2 separate regions of the Mus musculus genome follow, and region 1 is linked to region 2. Evidence: chromatin contacts called from public HiChIP or PLAC-seq data. All regions are on one chromosome and are shown on one strand. The core of a region is the stretch at or near the end of the contact, and the rest is flanking DNA. Distances in the headings are between cores, read along the strand shown. Region 1 holds the start of Dock4 (dedicator of cytokinesis 4). Region 2 overlaps Dock4 (dedicator of cytokinesis 4).

Region 1 (6,537 bases), core at 1,468-3,967, 210 kb after region 2:
TATGAAAGGCCATACTTAAGAGGCATCATTACAAAAACACACACTATATACTGAAACTTTGTGTATTGTAAGTTACATATTTTTTGCAAAGAACAAGGAAATTGACTTCTATACCCGCTATGAGCCAAGCATAACATATATTCTCTGTAATAATAGGAAACCATAACTCAGATCTGAATTTTTTTTAAAGACTTTTCAATCTAAGCAGCTCCGAATACTGCTCACCATGGTGAGAAATGAAAGTCCACGGGTAAGTATCCTAGCAAAATTTTCATCACACACCCGCCTAACAGATGGGTTCTCAAAAACAACCAAGCATTCCGCAAGCCAAATGCTCAAAACTTAGTAATAAACAATGATTAACATTCTTGAGTATGTGATACTGCAGAAATGAGAACCTCAGCAACAATTTGGGGATGGGGGGGGGCAGAAGCTCGCTTTGTGCTCTCACCTCTCATCTCACCTCCCACCTCCCTTTCCCAAACAGGCACACCCTCTCACCTCCCTACCGGGCTCAGCATCCCAAGCCTTGGTGTTGGCTGCAAGCTCAAAACACTTGACTGATCATATCCGGTTGCCATTCCAGGAAATCCCAGAGTGGTTTTTAAGCCTCTGCCCACAGCTTGTAAAGAAAGGCGAGAGAAAAACTAATCGATATCAGCACCCAGCTGTGACCTGGCACGGAAGGAAATCTGGAAAAATAAATGTCATCCATAACCTGTATCATTTAACACTTGCAAGAACACAACCACTGGGATTGACTCTAAGGTGGACAGTGTTGCCGGGGTGGATCTGAGATTCCTGCACCAGGTGTCAAGACTGGTGCCCTCTGGTTCCTCAGCCCTCAGACAAGGAAATGCCTTTTCCCTTGCAAGGGTTATCTGATCCCCCCCCCCCCCAAAAAAAAGAGGAGGGAACAGAGAGGAAAACAACCTCTATCTACACCACTCTGGGAGAGCCCTTTGGCAAGAGAAGCTGGAAACCTTTCGCAAAGGTGGGCACACGACAAACTATTGTCTTGCTAACCAGTCACAGCCCAGAAAGGAAGCTCATGGAAAACATGACTGTTGAATCAGAGAGTCCCTTCAGTAGATAAAGTCCGATCCCTAGGCAAAGTAGGGGAGGTAAAATCTGCAGTGATTAGGGTTCCCCTGAAAGGTTTTACAGATTTTTTTTTAATTACAGGAGAATGAAGTCAGAGCATAAATACGTCTCTGTATCATATAAATTACTAGGTCCGTCCACAATAAAAACAAGAACGCCAATCGGCAGAACGGGGCATTATAGGAAATGAAGATTGTCAGTAAAATCTATAATGCTTTCTTTCTGTTAGACCTTCTGGGAGGTTATAATTGCATTTGGCCAATTCGGGCTTGTCAGTGAGCCTGGCTTCTTAATAGTCTCAACCCTAAAAGGAGTGACTGTCAAAGGGGGAGGGGGGTACCCAGCTGAAATCAAACAACAAAAACGGGAACTGTAATCCTACCGACAAGGGAGGAGGGAAGGGAAGGGAGCCTCCTGTATTCATCAGTCAACATTAATGGTCTTTGTTGTTCACCTTTGCACAGAACAGTGAATGCTATCCTGTTCCTTTTTCTCTCAAATCAGTGCCAGGGTAGTCCTCTCCTAAAGCTGCCTGCCAGCCTCTAAGAGCCAGGCTTTCTGACCCTCCTCTCCCTCGTCACTTTCCAGCCGGCCTCTATGACCCCCACTGCGCTCATTCCCTGGTAGAGAAGGTGGCCAGAAGTAAAAACCCTGCCAAAATCTCGGTTCCCCTCCAAGGACCAAAGAGCGCAGGAGCACAGATGTTGAAATTTACCAACCCCCCTGCTCGCAACACACACCCCAAACACCCGGGAGGCGAGGGAGGAAGGAGGCTACGTCCCGACTCCGTCTGTCACAGGGGCTACACTCTGCACTCTGGGAATGCCGACCCCAGCCGCAGGGACTTCGCGCCTCCCTACTGTTTGGGAGTATTCTAGCAGCCGGTTCCTGGTCTCCCTCATCACCCCGGGAAATCTTAGCAGCCCACTGCCAGCTCTCTGCCGCTGTGGGCCAGCAGGGGTAGAAGGGAGAGAAACCCTGTTGGCTTCCCCTTCCAACTTGACACGCAACACGCCCCGCGGCCGCTCCAAACTCCGCCAGCCAGCAGAGACCGGAGCGGCAGTCCGGACGTTCTGGGATCGGGTTCGAGGAGCGCCGAGTGCACGGTGAGGAGCGAGCCCCCCAGTGCTCGCCCCTCAGCCGGAGGCCGGTGCGGCCAAGCCCGGGACCCGCTGTGCAATGCCAAGACCTGGCATTTGCAGCCTGGAGCGGAGCGAGCTGCGTGGGGGCAAGGACCAGAGCGTGGTAAAAGTTCGCCCGCGAGCACTCACCCACGCCGTATTTCTCGTGCTCCGTAGGTATCCACATGGCTATGAAGGGCGTTGAGGGGCTCCGGGCTGTGCAATCCCCGCGCCCCTCCAGTGGCTCACAACAATGCACCGCTCCCGAAGAGCAGCTGTGTCGCTGGAGCACAGCGGATCGCGCGGGCTGCGGCGCTGGGCAGGGTCTGCTCCCGGGGCTCCGGAGCCGGCACTGACACTACACCGCCGAGGCGGAGCCGCCCGCCGCTCTGCCGGCCGCGGCTGCTCACAGCCCTGCGACGCGCTCCCGGGGACCCGGCGGCGCAGTCATTGTTCTGATTCACTGAACTAAGCGAACACGCCGGGGCACTCGCGGGCGCACCCCCGCCCGTCAGCGCCCGTCCAGCGCTGCCTACCCACTGCCTCGCGGCATGCTGGAAGTTGTAGTTCTTACGCTCCCGGCTCCGGAAGGAGGCGGGACTACAGCGGTTGGGGGCGGGGCACCTAGTTAGGCTCGCCACAATCGATTGGTCCAAAATGTGACGGCACAGCATAGGCGTGTAGGAACTCCCTCAGTGAGGCGGCATGCGACCCCAGGCGCGTTTTTATTGGTGTATCACCGCTCCGCCCCGCCTACGGCCCGCCCCTTTCTACTGTGCCAGGTAATGGCTGCTAGTGAGGTCCAGGGGCTTCCTGTGGACCCCCGGGAGGCTGGGGTCCGCGGGGTCCGCGGCGGAATCGGACACACAGATCATGAAGGTGAGTGTGCTGTCCCTTAGGCGCGGGTGATCTGTCTTCCTTCTTCTGTGCCCGAGGTGCAGCTGGCAGCCGCTCAAACCTTTGAAGCTGGTCGGCTGGGAGACCACCTTGGTGCCAGGGAAAAAGCCGCGGGCGGGACCCAGAGATATGGGTTGGGCAGACGGAGGTTGCCAGGCTGAAGCTGTTTTGGGGTGGGAGCAGAAAATGTGAAGAGCTGCCTTCCCGGCCTCTGAGAAAGCTCCTTTGCTGTCTTCCGGTTTGGAATTCTGTGCTTTGCACTTGCCGCCAAGTGGGTGTGGGTCAGGTCTGGGTTGCACACGTGTGACTGTAAAGCTGTGATTAGCCGCTATTTCCTGACTTGTAGCCCTCGCTCTCCCCGGTTTGCTGAATTTGGCTCTGGGAAGGTGTTTTATGTAGTTTGGGACCGGTTTCCAAGTTGGAGACTAGTCACGTCACGGCTCTCTAATACTTATTTGCTGGTTGCAGGTTGTAGTCCTCTTCAAAAGGAAAGGATGTGTGTGTCTCAGGTATCATTTGGCCCTGTAGCCTGGGAGATGTTACATTCTAAGAGAAAGAGAAAAGAGAATTAAATTCACTCCAGCCCTCACAGAATATTTAAAATAGGGTTTTAAAATTCATCACAGCTACTTTGTATCAACCTGACTTTGCTGCTTTCTTCAGTTCCACTGTAGAGACCAAAAGTCAAACTTTCATCATAGACTACCTTTTCTTTTGGTCGCGCTCCACTCCCCACCCATTTTGTTTAAGTGTTAATTTTGGGGGTTAATTTGGGTTCTCAGTCCTTGTTGATGTTTTTTCCATTTAACCTTCACAGCTTTTTATCTCAGTAGCAGGGAAATAAAAGTGCAATTTCTTCCCACTTTCCATGAGTGAGATTCCTATCAATGGGTTTGCCATATATCCCGTACTTATGTTTTTCCAGATCACCAAAATTCCACATTTTAAGATATAAAGTTGGAAGCTTTAATAATTTGGCGGGGGGGGGGGGCGTTGTTTATGGTTTTTGTTTTTGTGGGGGTTTTGGTTGGTTGGTTGGTTAGTTTTGGTTTTTAGAGACAGAGTTTCTCTGTGTAGCTCTGGCTGACCTGAAACTCACTCTAAACCAGGCTGGCCTCGAACTCAGAAACCCGCCTGCCTCTGCCTCCCAAATGCTAGGATTAAAGGCGTGCGCCGCCACTGCCCGGCTTCTTCTCCTCACTGATAACTTTTTCTCACGGGTTAATTTATTTGAAAACTTGAAAATACCTCTAAAGCATAAATAATTACCTTACACTTAGAATTCATTACAAATATTTCAAGCACTTCATTCAGAGGTCTGTAGATTAAAAAAATAATAATAATAGTAACATCCACTACACAGTTCCACTTATAAAGACAAAAGTGATGCATATTTTATAACATAGTCCTTTATAATATGCATTGTATACCCCATTTTAAAATAAGAGGGATGATTCTAGTAAACTCAAAGATCTACAGCTTTCTTCTTCCTATTGTTTATCAAAGATACTTCTATATCAATTTTTTTGTTACATTTGTTAGTGAATACACTCATGTTCCATAGGAAAGATATTCCATACTCTAGCCAGTCCCCTGTTAGTAAATGTATAAAGTAGCTCTGATTTTCAATAGCATTACAGAGAGTGGATTTATATATATGTATAATATATTTGTCATATATTATATACATAATATAGATGGATAGATAGATGTTTGCCCAGTAGAGTATTAAGTTTGTGTGAGTTTTCCATGAATGCCAGTTTTCCCTGTTAAAAGTACTCATGAATATTTCCCAATAATAATCAAGTGTCCTTTACCCACTTAGTATTTTCAAAAAGTATAAGGAAATTATTAATCAAGGACCAGTGTTGAAATATGGTAAGCCTGAATTGGGTGACTAATGAAAACTTAATTTTAGGCTCCAAATTATCTTCCACAAAACCATTGAGCAGCAGTGAATTTTCAGTGGTTGTCACAAAAACAAACCCTCTCCTTACTTCAGAACTGCCCAGTATTATCATTGATTTAGACCAGTGACTGGGGGAGCTTCATGACTGATTCTTATGTCATTAAAATTCTCCTTTAATAATGGATCACTCTATGACTTTATCAGAATTCTTTTCAAATCCTGCAAAATGGGACACATAGTATAGGTGGGAATAATTGCATTAGGAGTAATTTCTTCTTAAGTTATCCAGGATGTCTTTCTCTGTAAAATCACAGACCTCTTTAATTTCTGGAAAACTGCTGCTTTTCAGAGGTTTCTTCCAATTCTAATTAAAATGTCAGTCTGTGTGTTTAATATCCTGAGACAAAAGGGCCTGAGGAGCCATTTAACAGAAATCCTAGCAGTTCTATAAAATCTCTGCTACAAGGAGTCACTAGGTGGAGTGCAGGCATATACAGCTCCCTCGCTGAGACCTCTGCGCTTCCAGGGGTTTCTTTAGTCCGTTCCTCCCCAAGTCCCTATACTGGTTGGTTCACCTCAAAATTATGTTTTGAGAAAAATCAAAAAGTCTATTTTGTTGTCAGTACAGATAAAGAAAGAGATGACACCAAGTGTGCACCTATCTTCCTTGCGTGTTCTCCAGTACACAAGAACCCTGGGGTGCTTAAAAGCCAAGCCTGGCCCCTTGTGCCTGAAACCCTAGCTTTGTGAGCTGGGAACAGAAGGATCCCAGCTGCTCTTTACTCACCTCTATGGCAGAAGCAGTGAGCTTCAGGTTCAGTGACAGCCTGAGGCGAATAGGATGGAGCATGAAAGAGGGGAAAACCAGATGCCCTCCTCTGGCCTTCCCATTCGGGTATGCAAGTGTGCAACACACACACACACACACCAGAGCACTATATGTTGCTATTTATTCTAATCTAGGTTTTAATGAGAAATGAGTCTGTAGTTCAGTGATTGACACTTACAGGAGGATTTTGTGACTAGGGTGATTTCTGAAGATGATGTTTGCCTATATTGTAAGACTCTGGCGGTCAACTTGGGTGTCTTCTCCAAATGAATACATAGGAGATCACAATGGTGGTGTTTGAACTTGGGGTGCTGGTCCTGCAGAGACCTTATGAATTTCATTGTTAGGTTTGTGGAAGGAGTTGTGAAGAGTAGCAAGTGAAAATCCTTGCTCTTGTATTCCATATTCCGATAAATGCTAGAAACCTAGGGAGCATCGTTGAGTCCCTTCTTGCCCACGGGCCCTGAATTTGATCAGTTACCAAGTCTTCCTCTGTTCCAAAGCAATGGAATCTGCCCTCAGTTCCCCTCTGTACACTATTCCCATTCTGTTTCTAACCCTGGGCATCACGCCTCATCCCCTAGCTCTGTCTTGCACCTCCCAGTCTGTGCTCCAAAAAAAAAGCCAAGACCTTGTTGGACTTGTTTGGTCTGCCTGATCCTGGCACAGTGTTAATA
Region 2 (7,127 bases), core at 4,543-7,042:
CATCATAACAGGCTGAGGTAGTGCTAGTGCTACCTCAGGTCACTGTGGACAGTGGGCAGGAGGCGTGGAAGCAGCCCTGAGTTGCCTTCTGGACAATGGGATCTGGTCCTCCTGAGTGGATGGAGGCTGGGGAGACACTATATCCTAAGAGAATGACTGCCCAGTGGAAAGAGAAGAGACTCATTCACCTTATCTGGAAGTCCCTCATCTGGTTGGTTACTACTTTCTCTTGCAATGCCTAATTCCTAACAAGGAGATCCTGACTTATTAGGGTGGGTGGTTGAAAACATTTCTCTATGAATAAGATGTAGTTATATTAAGGAGCCCTAAGTCTTAACCAGTTCTAATTTTTATTTTTTTTTATAGCTGTCTTAAATGTGCCCAAGCAGGCAACAAAGCTATCTCATGGACAAAGACTTTCTTCTTTTCTTCTTCAACCACAAGACCAACACTAATGTCAGACCATTTCTTTGAAAGTCTTACTAGATAAGATCATTAGTGTACTTATTTTAAGACTAAAGTAGCATTACAATCATGTGATCCTTTGAGTAAAAAGAAATGGAAAAAGGAAGCCTATGGAGATGGACTATGCCAAGCAAGTCACTTACCTAAGAAAGCAACAGGCTTTTTTTGTTGTTGTTGTTAATATCCAAGGCTAGATTCTGTATAAATGTCTATGAAGAGACTGACCAAACCGTCTGATAGCTTTGTCAGGTCAAGGATTGAGCTGAAAGTCACATCAGAAGATACATTTTTACAGTATAGCTAAGATCACTACAAATGTTGACTATCAAAATCAGTCAATTTTTACCTCTTAGCACAATCTGAAACTACCTTATGCTATTGTCTTTGCATAATAAAAAATGAAACAAAACTTCCTAAGACAACAATTTTTTATGATAAGAGAAATACAACCCTCTTAAAGGGATAAATAAGCAATCACATGTCTACCATTTCACAGCACCTGCAGAAAATCCACCCTAAAGAAACAGTTACAAATAATGATGGTGGTGATGATGATGATGGTGGTGGTGGTGGTGGTGGTGGTGGTAGTTGTTGTGGCTGCTTTATATATAGCAATGACTCTAATTACAAAATCCCCAATTTCCTACTTGGGTAAATTCTTAGAAAGATAAATGCTATATAATTAAATGACCTAGGAAGTATGTATCATGGATACTCTGAAAAGGATTTCAACATCATAACAACACCAGAATTGTCAAGTGGTATTTTGTGAGATTTAAGTAGTGCAAAGAAGCAATCACCAGACTAAAGAGATGCCCTATACAATAGAAAAAAAAGTCTTTGTCAACAATACATCTAACAGGGGACTGAGATCTAGAGTACAGAATGAGCTATATACCCCTAAATTACACAATAATATGTGGGCTAACAAACTGAACAGAGATTTTCTCAAATTTAATTTTCTTCAACACCTTTCGCCATTGGCGAAGTATACTAAAATTGCTTTATGATTCTATCTCATACCAGTCAGAAGAGCCCACCAAGGAAGAAATGACAACCAGTGTTAGCAAGGATGCAGGGAAAGAAGAACGCAGATACACTGGTGGGGACAATGTAAAGGGATAAAGCCACTGTGGGAATCAGTATCAAGGTTTTCAAAACATTAAAAATGTTAACTACCATGATCTAGCCATACCACTACCAGACTTTAAGTTAGAGAAAATTGCACATCCATGTTTATTCCTGTACTCTCACAATAGTAAACACACAGAACCAGTCTCCATGTGCACAAACAGATGAATTGGTAGATTGCTACATTAATAAAGTAACAGAGACTCAGAGATGAATACCACATGTTTATCTCATTTGCAGAAATAAAATGCAACAGGGGACAGAAATGTGTCCAAGTATGTGCATGCCTCTCTCTATGTAATTCAGGAAACAAAAATCTATAAACTAAGAGAAGAGGGAAGGACAATATGGAATCTGTGTGAAATGGAAGCAGCAGAGGGTACGACTTGAGGAGACACGTGGGGCCAGCAAGAAACAGACAGGGGATGGGGAGGTAATGACGGTGTTGTAGGGTAAGATGACTTTTAAAAAGTATAACCTTGCCTGTATAGAAATGCCATCACCAGACCTATATAGAATTCTGACTAAGAATGAATGTGGTGAGGGAGGAGAGCACACGCTTTAGTCTTTCTCCAGAGAACGTGTTAGAAGATGGATAGGAAAACAAGCTTCTTCTGAGCAGAGGATGCAGAAGTCTCGGAGGATGCAGAAGTAGCCATGGGTAGGAGCAGGACCAACAAGAGCAGGGTCAGGAAGCAGGGTGATGTGCATGAGGGAGGAGTGTCGTAAGCTAATTGTTCTTGGAGTTCACAGAATTGGATCACTGCCAACACTGTATCCTGGACACTCTGCGAGGAAGAGATCAGTCCGATCTACACATGGAAGTTATTTTGACTTTGTGAAATACTATTTCTTTGTGAGGAGACCATTTTTAATAAGGATTGGGAAACACAAGTAAACCAAAGCTCTCTATAGACTTTGGGGTGAAGTAGGCATTTTAAAACAAACGAAAAATAAAGGTTAAGAAGATGTTAACGCAAGTTGTTTCTTGGGTATTCTAGGTTCCTGGGCTAATATCCACTTATCAGTGAGTGTGTATCAAGTGACTTTTTTTGTGATTGGGTTACCTCACTCAGGATGATATCCTCCAGATCCATCCATTTTCCCAAGAATTTCATAAATTCATTGTTTTTAATAGCTGAGTAGTACTCCTGTGTAAATGTACCACATTTTCTGTATCCATTCCTCTATTGAGGGACATCTGGGTTCTTTCCAGCTTCTGGCTATTATAAATAAGGCTGCTATGAACATAGTGGAGCATGTGTCCTTATTACTAGTTGGAACACCTTCTGGATATATGCCCAGGAGAGGTATTGCTGGATCTTCTGGTAGTACTATGTCCAATTTTCTGAGGAACAGCCAGACTGATTTCCCGAGTAGTTGTACAAGCTTGCAATCCCACCAGCAATGGAAGAGTGTTCCTCTTTCTCCACATCCTCCCCAGCATCTGCTGTCACCTGGATTTTTGATCTTAGCCATTCTGACTGGTGTGAGGTAGAATCTCAGGGTTGTTTTGATTTGCATTTCTCTGATGATTAAGGACGTTGAACATTTTCGGTATTCCTCAGTTGAGAATTTTAATTTGCAAAACACAAGAAAATCAAGAATAAGGAAGACCAACATGTGGATACTTCATTGCTCCTTAGAATAAAGAACAAAATACCCATGGAAGGAGTTACAGAGACAAAGTCTGGAGCTAAGATGAAAGGATGGACCATCCAGAGACTACCCCACTAGGGATCCATCCCATAATCAGCCACCAAACACAGACACTATTGCATATGCCAGAAAAATTTTGCTGAAAGGACCCTGATATAGCTGTCTCATGTGAGGCTATGCCAGTGCCTGGCAAACACATAAGTGGATGCTCACAGTCATCTATTGGATGGAACACAGGGCCCCCAGTGGAGGAGCTAGAGAAAGTACCCAAGAGCTGAAGGGATCTGCAACCCTATAGGAGGAACAGCAATATGAACTAACCAGTACCCCCCCAGAGCTCGTGTCTCTAGCTGCATATGTAGCAGAAGATGGCCTAGTCGGCCATCACTGGAAAGAGAGGCCCCTTGGTATTGCAAACTTTATATGCCTGGAACACCAGGGCCAAGAAGTGGGAGTGGGTGGGTAGGGGAGCAGGGTGGGGGGAGGGTATAGGGGACTTTCAGGATAGCATTTGAAATGTAAATGAAGAAAATACCTAATTAAAAATTGGGAAAAAAGAAGATGTAAATGAAAATAGAATGATTAATTTAAAAAAAAAATCTATGTAATTTACACCCTTAGTATCAATAACTAAATCTTTATTTCTTTTTTTTTTCTCAAAAGAATGTTCTGAGGTTTTTTTCTTTGTGGGTTCATATTTTAATTTTTTGTTGTGGCACTTGGCTATAATCCAGTACCCTGGAAGCAGAGGCAGGAAGATCTCTAGAAGTTCAAGGCCAGCCTGGTGTACATACCAAGTTCCAGGCTAACTAGGACTACATAGTGAGACAACTCAAAAAAACGAATGAACCAACAAAATGCATACTGACTGCCATACCCTTATAGACCATACTATATAAAGGCGTAACTTAGAAACTATCCTTATTTTTCTCAACATTTTGAACCTAAGTAGAATACAAGGCTTGGGAAGATGTGGTTTTCTTTATGCCTTCTTGAGATGAGCACTTAGCCTTAGGTGGGGCTTGTTTGCTGGCTAAATGTATGAATGAGCAGACGTCAGTAACTGCACAGTAGTGGTGTGAAACGCCAGAGCCAAACTGCCATAAAGTAGACCCTCCCTGCTTAACTTAAGATCCAAGAGGTCCAACTGCTTAGGGGGTAACACCAGGCCTTTATCTGATGACTCCTATGTACTTTTATTTTCAGCATGACAGTGTTTGCAAATGGTGGCTCCCTGGAGACAGGGCTGAGAGCACAAGGTAACATGAAACAGCTCTTAGTGATGATGCACTCAGCACCCTGGCTCTCTCTTATTAAGAGCACATCCCCACCCCACTCCTGGAGGGGAAGGATGATAGCAAAGATTAAGGGACTAATGGCAGGATCTTTTAATGCTTTGCCTCAACAGGAAAGCAAAACTTAAAAGCTTCCTTTAAATGCATCACCACACACACACACACACACACACACACACACACACCCGGTATCAAGTATTCTGCAAGGTGCTGAGAAACTGAAGGGGAAGAGAGAGTAGAGGCACACCACTGGTCATCCCTTTGTGGATGCCAAATCCTTCTGCAACTGTAAATGGCACTGAATAAAGTCTTTGTGAAGTGCTTACTATGCGTGACAGAGGCTTATCCCATTCAGACTCCAGGAAAACTAAATTATTCTGAATGCCCTACAGGCGGCAACCTGGGTGTTCATGAAGAAAGACAGAGAAGACCATGATACTAGTGAGGGGAGGAGACTCACTAACCTGCCCCTGACTTAAAAGGCAGGATCGGGGAGACGAGGGCTTTCTGCTCACCTTGTACAAATAAAAATACTCCTCTACTTAAGAGCGTCAAGCTGTCTGCATAAGTGCAAGGCAAAAGAGAAGCCTACTCAAGTTCATGCACTCTGTGAGCTTCCGGTTTTCTGCAACTCTAGTTTTTCTAGTCATCTACTAAAGTTAAATAATTGGCATTATATTCTTATCATACAATGCTATAAAAAAGCTGAGTGGTTCCATGATACACAGTGTGTTCTAGATTTGGATAAAGCCTTTCCTTGCTCAGTTCTTTGTATTTGTATCCCCCTCCTGCCCCACCTCTGTTCCAGCAGCTTCCTTAGAGTCACTACCATTAAAGGCAACCAGTATGTGTGGGCCATTTTTTTTTTTTTATGTATAACACAAGAGTGAATGAGGGATAAACCACAGATGTGATTAATTCGGAGGTGACAACAACACCAATTCCCATGCACCTGCTGGAACAATCAGATGATGGAGAGGAGGGAGGTGGGAAGCAGTTGTGCTTGTCAACACAGGGCCCCGGGGAAGGTCTCTATGGGTCACTGCTGGACAGACACCCACAGTGAATCTGTGCCAACATGTCTAGACACAGCAGGAAATGCTCTGGGCCCGATAGAACGGCTGCCACTGTGCTGCCACAATTCAAGGAGGGGTTCTGAATGCCTCCTCTACCTATTTTAACTCTGTGCACTGCGTCCCTTGCTAGTCTGGCTGGGCCATTTTCCTTACACTGCTTTTCTTTGCTTTGGAAAGCTTACAAGTTTTAGTGAGCATTGTAATATGAAATTACAAAAACAGACCCAGGCCTACAATATGTCACAGTCAAAACAGTAAGTATTCCTAAATTATGTAAAAATGTAGATGGTGAACTTGTATGATCAGGCCATGGTAAGCTTCAAGTAATGCATCAAACAAGACATGTAGCACAGACAAGGGGAACTAAACCTGTAAAGGCTCTATTAACCTTGCTATGTAGTACTATACGCAGATAAAAGTAGTACCACTTTCTCTAAGCTCTTATATAATAATGTCTGCCGCTGAACAGGGTTACTGGAAGCTATGAAAGCAATTTCATAAGACTCTCCTCATCTGGAGACAGGATTTCCAACTTCCTTATTCCTGTTCCCACTGTGGTGTTTCAGGTTGTAATCCCCCTTCAGGCTTCTGGTTCCCATTTTTTGTGTACTCCTGGCTAACATAATATGCACTGCATATTACCTTTTTGCTAGAGGGTCTCTCTAAACTTTAAGTAACTGCAGTATCATAACTAAAACATCACCAATTTCTTGGAATGTGTGATTTCTATAAGAATACAAAGGTAGCCACCACGTACATCTAGTTAGGGTGATGTATACTTCCTCTTTGGGTTCAAAAATCCTCCTCCTCATAGCCAGGACGCACCAATAAACTCCTGGGTCCTGGGCAACATCCTATGCATTTAACATTCAAGAAATCCCTCCAGAAAGCACTGTTATCTTCATTAATTCCTACCAGTTAACAGCTGTAAGAGATGCGCAGTTAAGTGCCCAGGCTGATGTAGCAAAGTCAGAATTTCTACCCAGATTTCCTAACCACAGAGTGTGGCCACTTAGCCACAATGAAAGGGTGTACAAGACACAGGTGATGTGTGTCTCTCCCAGACAGAGAGAAAGTCATAGCCATTTTACAGTTAAAGGATCTGGATTTTTAAAATGCCTGTGCTTTATCTACTGCATTCAGTTCTCTCGCTCCCTTAAATGACAGAATTGGACTTAATAAGGCATAATTGTAGGCAAAAGAAAGCTTCTATAGAACCCTTTCAAGAAAAATGGGTTTAACCGCATGATAGTAGAAAAAGAAAATCTAACTTCAGAAAAGTATTCGAAAAAGGACTCATTAGAAAGTAAACTTTGCCAGGCGTGGTGGCGCACACCTTTAATCCCAGCACTCAGGAGGCAGAGACAGGCGTATTTCCGAGTTCGAGGCCTGCCTGGTCTACAAAGTGAGTTCCAGGACAGCCAAGGCTATACAGAGAAACCCTGTCTCGAAACACCAAAAAAAAAAAAAAAAAAGAAAAAAGAAAAGAAAGAAAGTAAAC

What was found. HiChIP or PLAC-seq counts read pairs in DNA pulled down with a chosen protein or histone mark.
Region 1: an H3K4me3 HiChIP or PLAC-seq map of microglia shows a contact between it and region 2, with 6 times the contacts expected there. The contact joins the promoter of Dock4 here to the enhancer-like site in region 2. A contact is called at or near these places in 5 of 39 promoter capture datasets (the C10 cell line, the HPC-7 cell line, cranial neural crest and 2 more), 6 of 484 Hi-C or Micro-C datasets (the C10 cell line, bone marrow-derived macrophages, cerebellar granule neurons and 3 more) and 12 of 115 datasets of contacts at active chromatin or transcription factors (bone marrow-derived macrophages, embryonic forebrain, embryonic hindbrain and 5 more).

What each region holds. Positions count from the first base shown.
Region 1 is chr12:40,442,233-40,448,769 of GRCm38.p6, reverse strand. It overlaps Dock4 (dedicator of cytokinesis 4), which reads right to left and starts at 2,717. Exons shown (of 53, transcript NM_172803.2): 1 at 2,376-2,717. The coding sequence starts at 2,412. Zfp277 (zinc finger protein 277) reads left to right here and starts at 2,980. Exons shown (of 12, transcript NM_178845.3): 1 at 2,980-3,104. The coding sequence starts at 3,011. It overlaps Gm40406 (a long non-coding RNA gene), which reads left to right and starts at 3,111. Exons shown (of 2, transcript XR_872699.3): 1 at 3,111-6,537.
Region 2 is chr12:40,655,091-40,662,217 of GRCm38.p6, reverse strand. The region is part of intron 8 of Dock4 (dedicator of cytokinesis 4); the gene reads right to left. Among named protein-coding and RNA genes, the nearest start is that of Dock4, 210 kb to the right of the region's middle. Within about 2 kb of position 5,792, at least 16 of the 459 cell types and tissues checked have an H3K27ac peak or open chromatin away from gene starts, as enhancers often do. A contact at or near this core is called in microglia, where this site is marked.